Linked DNA regions of Bicyclus anynana: region 2 is linked to region 1. Evidence: chromatin contacts called from public Hi-C data. All regions are on one chromosome and are shown on one strand. Each heading gives the region's core, a stretch centred on a gene start, on an enhancer-like site or on the middle of the called end of the contact. The rest is flanking DNA. Distances are from core to core; before and after follow the strand shown.

Evidence for each region. A called contact is a pair of places that touch in the nucleus more often than the background predicts.
Region 2: a contact with region 1 is called in a Hi-C map of whole body, with 3 times the contacts expected there. The contact joins the promoter of LOC112044001 here to the promoter of LOC112044003 in region 1. A contact is called at or near these places in 2 of 2 Hi-C or Micro-C datasets (whole body and whole larva).

What each region holds. Positions count from the first base shown.
Region 1 is chr24:1,551,409-1,555,992 of ilBicAnyn1.1, reverse strand. LOC112044003 (TGF-beta-activated kinase 1 and MAP3K7-binding protein 1) reads left to right here and starts at 2,072. Exons shown (of 6, transcript XM_024079718.2): 1 at 2,072-2,353; 2 at 2,760-2,894; 3 at 3,628-3,739. The coding sequence starts at 2,217. LOC112044002 (transcription factor BTF3 homolog 4-like) reads left to right here. Exons shown (of 1, transcript XM_024079717.2): 1 at 1-876. The coding sequence ends at 200.
Region 2 is chr24:1,776,699-1,781,282 of ilBicAnyn1.1, reverse strand. It overlaps LOC112044001 (beta-1,4-galactosyltransferase 7), which reads right to left and starts at 2,027. Exons shown (of 3, transcript XM_024079716.2): 1 at 1,766-2,027; 2 at 660-1,191; 3 at 1-126. The coding sequence starts at 1,883.

The DNA of each region.
Region 1 (4,584 bases), core at 823-3,322:
AGAAAATCGCGTCAAGTGTAGCGCCGCCTAAACCGCTCGACGAGGATGACGAAGTACCTAACCTAGTCGGGAACTTCGATGAGGCTTCAAAACAGGAGGCCAAGGAAGTGATTACAGAGGAGAAGGAAACTGAAAAGGAAAAGGAGAAGGAGAAAACGCCTGAGACAGAAACCAAAGCTGCAGATAAGAAGACAGATTAAATTAACCTTCCATATAATGTTTTAGTTTTTTAATTTTGCTCACCCAAGGTGATTTAGGGTTTCCAAAGGCGAAGAGGTGTGTCTCAAATCATAGATTACTTTCATTTTTGTGTTCCTTATTTGAATTGTGAACTGTTCTGTTTTAATCAGTGATGGTGCCAGTGAGGGACACTTTTTTAAAAAAAGAATACTTTTAGTCTTTGGAAATCCTTGTATACAGCCAAACCCGATGACTGCTTTTTATGCAATCCACTAACAAAATAGTTATTAAACCAGCATAATGGGGAAATATCTAAGTCTAATGTTATAGGGCATAGATAAGTACTTTAGTATATCTGTTGTTAAGATATTGGCGGTATAGATTCACTATGTTATCATAATATAGCATTTTATGTGTTAAAATCAGCGCACTGGTTTATAATAATAATATTATATGTTTAGAATGGTGTTGCACACCAATAATGATATGGAATTTTGTAAAAAAAAAAAGTATTTTCTAATATTCCTTTCAGATTTGCTTTCTCATTTCATACAAAAATTTAGGTTTAAAACGAAAGTTAGTCACAGATGGCTCTATAGTTAAAGGAGCTGATATTGTATAATACAAAAAAAAATTGTAAAATGTAAAACGGCCGAGTTTGTTATGAATTGACATGACATAAACTTTTGTCAGAGATATTTGTTTTATTTTTTCTTTGAATAAAATTCCAAATGCCAATCTGTTGAACCCTTATCCACAAAGCAATCATGTCTGTGTAATATTATAAAGATCTAAACTTAGTGCATGTTTGGTTGTTTGAGTGCTATCATCCATGCCGGCTCTAAATTGATGATATTCACTACTAAATTCTCATCAGATAAATGAATCATAGTCGCTTGTTCAAGCGTTTCTTTGTATGGTCACAGGTACTGTGTAAGATTGACCTCTGACCTTTCTGAATTCATTCAACGCTTTAGTCTATAAATAATTTTATACTTAGTAGGTAGGTAGACAGCTGAGTGTATTTGGTTATGCCACCCACATTTTAAAACTGTAAAACTATTAATATGGTATCTAAACATGTACCTACAGATAATTTGTGGTTAACCATACAAGTACAAGTATCACTTGATATCACTGCAATGCAGAATTTATAAAATACCTACTGCAATGAACCTTGGTTCTGATATCATAAACTTCATATTTGGCAAATCACCCTGGTTTCATCACAATGATTCTAATAACTTATGCCGATTGATTTAGGAGTTTTCAACAATGAAATTCAGTGTATTCGGTATACGATGACAATCATCATTGTTAGTATAGATAAAAAGTAGCACACCTAAAATTCGTGCGCTGTAGCATGGTACGGTATGACAGTTCGTTAATTGTTTCACTGTTGAAAGTTCTCCGTGATTCACGACAATAGTAGGTATGTAATATGAACGTCATACAGAATGTCATTGCATATAAGCAACTGTCACCTGCACCATGCGCACGAACTGTCCGTGTTTTCCTGAATTTCTGTACCAAATTTCATCAAAATCCGTTCAGTAAGTAGTTTTTGTGTAAAAAGGTAACAGTAACATACACACACTTTCACAATGACCGTAATACCGTAGGTATGTACTTGTAAGTAGTAAGTAGAACTAGAAGGCAGAAGTATATTTTGGTATCAAGGTACAAATAATTATTGCTTTTATAGATTGCATCACATTATTCTGTATGGAGGTTTTGCTATTCATACTCATTAATCGAAACAAAGTACAAAATAGTACAATAATATTTTAGACCGATGATCATCAATAAAAAAAAAAAATTTTGAGAGCAGAAACAAAACGTCCTAAATGTCAATGTCAATACAGTTAAAAAATTGACAGATTTAGTCCTTGATTTAGTCTGTGGAGTGTGATATTTATTTTGATAATTCGTCTTATTTTATGTGTTATTTTCTAATTTATATTAGTATTACATTATAAGACAGTGCTTATTTGTTATAGAGTTAATTTAGCTTGTATTCTCCGTCGAAAATAACAATGATCGCTAGGCCGTGGACGGACGATTTGCCAAAATGTCGGAACACCTGCGTCGCCTCGTATTTCTCTCCTTTAGACGGGACGAACAGTGCTAATGACGACTATCTGTGCTTTTACTGCCAGACAGAAGATAATGCGTGAGTATCATCACTATCCGCCTTTTTAATGGCCCACTTCAAGGCCATGCCAGGCCTTCCATAAAGGTGAGATACGGAGCTTATACGCTGCTCTATATAGTCTAATATAGCTCTAATATAGTCTATTGCGGGTTATACTAACGTTCTCTTTAAGATAGTAGTGATAATGACAGGCACCAATGGCTTAAAGTATTCTCCGTTGGTGTAACACCAACTTTCAAACTCTGGGCTCAACATTTTTACTGCGGCACAGTGGTATGCGCAGCAGATTTACAAGACGGAGGTCCTGGGTTCGATCCCCGGTCGAGCAGATTTTTTTTAATTGGTGCCGGTCTGGCTGGCTGGCTTTTGCCGTGGCTAGTTACCACTCCTACTATCTTAGTAACTCTATGGTTTATGTTTTCAGTTGTCTATATGGTGTGTTTGAACCTCATAATGGGCTGGAGGCAGCCAGGTTTATCATGCAGAGGATGGCGGCTGAGCTACTCTTTCCTCCACCTTCCATTAATAACACAGATGAAGAGGTTAGAGAGAGATTGAGGTATGTGATATATTTTCTGTTGATTCAGCTGTAAAATTAATTCAAGGTAAGTAAACTTAGCAAGAAGCAAAGAGAAATGCAACTGCCAGCTACCTTTTGACCTTTTGGCTTCGGCCGTGGCTAGTTACCACCCTACCGCCAAGCGATTTAGCCTTCCGGTATGATGTTGTGTAGAAACCGATAGGGTTGTGGATTTTCATCCTCCTAACAAGTTAGCCCACTTCCATCTCAGATTACATCAAAATAATACAAAATAAATATGATTACTTACTGATTGTTCTTTATGTTTTGTCATCAGATTTTAATAATTTTTTACTCTTCCTAGAGCAGGCAAAAATTTGGTCATTCGCCTTTGAGGATATCATAGGAGTGCTCAACCTTTTATTATGATTTCTTAATTATATCATACATTAGGGTTTAAATTAATAAGTAAGTGAAGTAGATAAATATCATTAATATGATTTTAATTCTTGCAAAAGTAAAAATTATATTGTTATTATTAGATTATCGTTTTTTATCAATGCTACTATAGTACTTTGTGTTGTTGATAAAATTTTCGCCTGTGCTTGGAACAGACTGTAGTTAGCTTATTTTATAATAAATCTCATTTATTATTTACACTTTTATTTCTTGAAATATAATTAAATGCATTTAAAAAATACACTATTTGTATAATAGCTACAATGCTTTATTTTTTATTTACAATAAAAATATGTTGTATAACATGTTACAGAAATGCATTTATCTCTGTAGAGAAGGCATACATAGAGAACTATGACGGCATGATAGCTGAGAGGACGAGCCTGCAGTACAGGTTGCAACTGCTAAACACACATACTGCACAGGTAATAATCAACCTTCTTTTTTTAAATTTATATTGACATTGTTAAAAATTAAAAAAAAAAGGAGAAATAAATAAATGAGAGAATAAAAAAAACCTATATGAGCCTTCCATCTATACTGTATGACTATACTTACTAAGTATTATTATTTTCTAATATTGAATGGCAAGGGGTTTTCAAACAGTGTAATTATTATTATCATATATTTTTTTTAATAATATTTTATTATACAAACATAACTAAAAATTAATAAAAAAGTGTACACAAATATATTAGAGAAATTATATAGCCCTTGTCAGTGTCTCATTGGTCCAGTGGTTAGCCATGTGGACTGGGCTCATGAGGTCCTGGGTTCTGCTCCTGGCTCAGGTAATGGGGTATTGAGCTTTCTTTAATACAAGAAATACACCATAAAAATAGCAGCATAGAGTTAGGTAGTAGTATTACACTTCTGTACCTCTGAGAGAAAGTTAAGCCATAAATCCTGCTCACTATCATTTGATAGAAATTGTTAAATAGTTTAACATTATCACCCTAAACCCACCAACCCAAATTGGAGTAGTGTGGTTGGTCTAAGCTACATATTCCCTTTTCTGTAGCCATGTGACACGTTGAATGTTGATATGTTGTATGAATGTTGTTGTATGACTGTCTTTCTACAAATGTTTTGAACATTTAAACATGCATGGCAATGAAATTCTTTGTCTACAGGGCATGTGATCAAGTTGTCGATCAAATCCGTCACTTACATACATTTTATTAGATTTCCAAGCGTTAGCGTTTATAGAAAGAGAATCGACATGCCACATAGCACCAGTCCCTAGCTATTTAGCCTATTATGATAACTT
Region 2 (4,584 bases), core at 778-3,277, 230 kb before region 1:
TGGGTGCTGTGTATGGTGTAGTTGACGTCATGCAGGCCTGTCACCCTGTCCCGACGGCGTGTCACCTCTCGCTGGTTGAAGCACTTGCGCATGTCACGTTTGCGGTACGTTTTGTCGTGTATGTGCCTGGAAAATAAGAAAAATAGGGCTTACTAGACAAATTTGCTATTGAGCCTGCTTTGAGGAAGTTAATTCTTTTTGAGCTCTAGCTACTGAAAGGCTTATAGCTTCATGTATCATTTTAAGTACTCTATCATGATGATGATCATGTGAGTAAAGATTCCCCTACCCTATTCAGGAGCACCTTGCATCCAACTAACAAATCAGAGTAACTTAGTATGATGGGGGGAAAGTCTTCGTACTAAGTTACTGTGTGAGAGTAATTTGAAAGGCATTAAGATCATCATTTAATAATTTAGCAAGGCACGCCATTTTAGTGCAAATGAGATGTAGAACTCACCTGAAAATAACCTAAGGACTCCTTCATTATCAGCCTGTACTAATGTCCCATTGCAGGGCCTCTCCTTATAGGAGATAAGGACTCCTTACATATCAATTGCTATTGACTTTTTAATTACAAGACTTGTGTCTTTACAAGAGACAAATAGCATTCCATGGATTCACCATCAAAATTTACAAGATACTCAAAGTGCACTTACTTGAAAGTATTCTCAGGTCCAGTTGAAATATTATCTGGTCTTTTTACTTTCAGTCCTGCATCTTTTAATCTAACATAAAACTCATCATCCTCCAGACCCCATCCCCAATAATTATTTGACATACCGTCCACAAGTTCGAAGTCCTCTCTCCTTATAAGTAATATACCACCGATGAACGTATCATAGTGATACTTTGGATGGGTCTGCGGTGACGAAATATGGAAGACACAGCCCAATGGATAGTCATACTTTAAATCATTGTTCATGGGCAGTAAGTCAACGTCATGCATTGCTATATAATCATAATTCTTCTTAGTATACAAGAATCCGACGTTTATAAGCGAGGCACGGTTGAATCTGTTGCTATCTTTCTGTTGGATGATAAATATGTGGTACGGTATGTTCTGTTTTGTTAGGAACTGGTGCATGTGAGGGACAAATTCCAGGAGTTCTTCGAATCTGTCTCTGAACGGTACTAGAATGGCGAGTTTCTTTTTGCTATGTGTCGTTGATATTTGGCGGGTCTTCTGTTCTGTAATTATTGATTGGTTGATTAAAAGCAAGCTTGTAAATTATTATTGCCTATTTAAAAAAAAAAATTAAAAATAAATGTCATCAGGGATAATGTAGGAATTGAGTGGAACAAAAACTCTTCCAACATTTGTATGTAAATACAAAATGTAAAAACTGTTTTGTATTTGAAAACTATTTTTATAGTTTTAAACCATTTTATTCAACTCTTTATTTACAAGTATCAATCTGATAAATATGTCAGTTATTATCTAAACAATATTAATTTGTATTTTAAAATTAAAAGATAAGATTAGAGTTTATAAGTAAAAAATGTATTTGGTAAGTATTTTATTTTATTAATAAGTATCTATTTTGTTTTTTAGGATGTAAAGTACTCTACGTTATTTTATGTAGCTACTGCTGACAAATTGTCATGATGCTATATTAATTAATTAAGCTTTAAAATCATAATCAACTATACTAATTTTCCGTCTAAAATTCACTTCAGTGTTTTTAGTTTAAACAAGTTTTTTGTGTTTTATAAGGAAGTTTGTGAGACGGATATTTAGATCGTTATATATCTTGAAACTTACCTGTAGAAATAGGGAGAGAGGCCAAGAAGCAACCCATTACAAAAGTTAAACCGAGGCAAACGGTGAGACATTTCGAACCGGTAACTCGGTAACCCATTAAAGTAACACTTCTGTACATTAATTGAATCTCTCACGAGTATTTTGCAGTTATTTACATAGTTTTCTTAATATAGAAATCTACATAGTTTCGATTTAATTAAAACTGAATAAAAAAACATAAAAATTCGCATTTTATTGACATCAAAATGACATCGACGTCCACAGATAACAAACGAAGACGTCAGCTAACTGCTGCTGTCACTTGACATTGACACTTGACACTTCTTTTTTTATATCTGGCTTTGGACTCTGAGATCTAGCTTTTTGAGATTTGAGACTTCGATCAAAATAACTTTCTCTCTGAAGGGTAAAAAAGGTAGAAATGGTAAAATATAATTAAATCTCAACACGTTTATAGAATTTGAAAACATCCATCACACACTGCTGAAAGTTTAGTAGTTTTTAGTATTTTAGTCGAGTACAACCGATTTTTGGGCGGTAAATACAAAAACTATTCATACTCGGCTAAAATACTAAAGTAGTCCGAACTAGGCCTAACGGCTAAAGAAATATTGATCTATCGTGCTCTTCGACAAATAAGAATTTTTTAATGTTTTTTAACCCGATCGAGGACTTAAACCCAGGCCTTTAGTTAAGCAGCTTAAGCTAATTTGACCGATGAAATAATGAATCAGTAGACCCCTAAAAGTAGATGCAGTTGTGGTTTGAAAAAATACGATAAGTGCAGTTGAGAGTTCATATATTTAAATGAAAAAAAAAAAAATTAAAAATGGCGTCGCGTGTTTAGCGCCTATTCACTTACATTAGCAATTCAAACAAATTTAGCTAATAGCACGACTAACACGGCAAAGATTGTGTTTGAAAAGGATTTATGTCTTTCTACCCAGCGTGCTTATTACCACGTAATAAATGTGTCGAGATCATGAATTTGGCGGAAAAAAGTTCTTAGAGCTATTCCTATAGGTAGGTATTATATTCTACAAGTCTTTTCATAAAGGTGCTTTGCCTTCGCAAAACAATCTTACTATAGGGTATTCTAGCGCAGGGTTACCACGAACTTTGGTGACTGGGGACATAATTTGTGATCATATTTTTTTATTACCTAAAAAAATTACGATTTAAACTTCTTTTTTTTTTTAAAGAATATTTATTTGTTATATTTTTAAATAAGTATGACCAATATTCCCGTTCTCCTTCAAGTACCTAGTCGGAAAAACTTTTAGGGGTGGGTACGACAATAGATCCGCGGGCGGGGATCGAACCCCTCGATGATGAGTCCGGCCCCTTAAACACTGAGCTATTGAGGCTTTAAAAATATTTAATACTAGACAGACGAGGGTCTGAAGTCCGGACCCTTGAAGCTTGCCACATTAAAGTCTAGCCGCAACAGAGATGGGCGATATAACTTCGAACTGGCGTCACTCACTATGTTATGCCAACTGTTTGTCTTTGTAGTGATGAGGCAAAATACAATTGAATATGTTTGTCCCATTCGATCACGACCTGTCTGAAACGCAATCTCTGAGTGGCCGGTTTTTAACAAAACCACAATGGGGATGATGAATAGGTTTGAATATATGTATGGGTAGAATGAAACTAAACTTTCAGCTTTTTCAACAAAGAATTTTCAATCTGTAGGTAAATTAGACAGACAAGAAATATTTTTTTTTCAGGTCATAATGAAAATACATAGGTGATTGTTGATTTTATAGAATGTCGTCGTGTCACATATTACAATCATGGCGGCCTGAGCGCCGAGCAACTGTCTACAAAAATAAAATATATATAAAAAAAAATCGATAATAAGTCAAAAGTCCGATAAATTTTGAAGCTAAGGAAATTACCAAATTACATTTTACGGAAATCAGACAGAGGTAGATCGGCTAAGTATGCGGATTAATATGCAAGTATGAAATTACTTGTACGTATGTATGCATGGCATCTAATAAGAAAAAAAAAACATAACTTTATTTTTTTAATTTTAATAAATGTAGTTAAACACTAGAGGCAAAGGTTCAACCGCATTCAGCCACAACATAACACACCGTGTAATTACCAAGTCGTTCTTTTTTTAAACTCGATAAATATAATTTATGCGCTATGAGTTAAAATCTACTTTACTTATTAAGACCATTTTATAAACGCAAACGTATAATAGCTGTTAATTATATTTGTTTTGAATTATAAATAGGGTAGAAATAGCATTGTTTAGATTAGCTAAGTTTAGGACTCTCGCACACGGGCCACCGGCCTCAACCACAAAACACCGCTACCGGCATATTTCCTGTAGTTTCATACATTTTATATGACTCACCGCACACAGTTGACGCAGGAGGCCGCCACATGCTACAATCTTCGCTGCTCGCTTCTTGTGGCCCGCACCGGCCACTAAACGCCGACACAAAACGCCACCGCGATAGTCACAAATACCGCTACAAGAAGCAAGAAGGGGCCACAAAAGTAGCTGAAGCGCGCGACAGCGACTTGTGGCCGGGTGGTCGACACTTGTGGTCGGTGGCTGTTACTTTCTAACCTATATCTACATGCAGTATCATAATCGCGCGAGTGTCGTGTGGCGGCATTTTGTATCGGCGTTTAGTGGTTGGTGCAGGCCACAAGAAGCGAGCAGCGACGATTGTAGCGTGTGGCAGCCACCAACGACAACCGTGTGCGGCGAGTCCATATAAAATGTATGAAAAGTAAAGGAAATATGCCTGTAGCGGCGTTTTGTGGATGTGGCCCGTGTGTAGGAGCCCTTA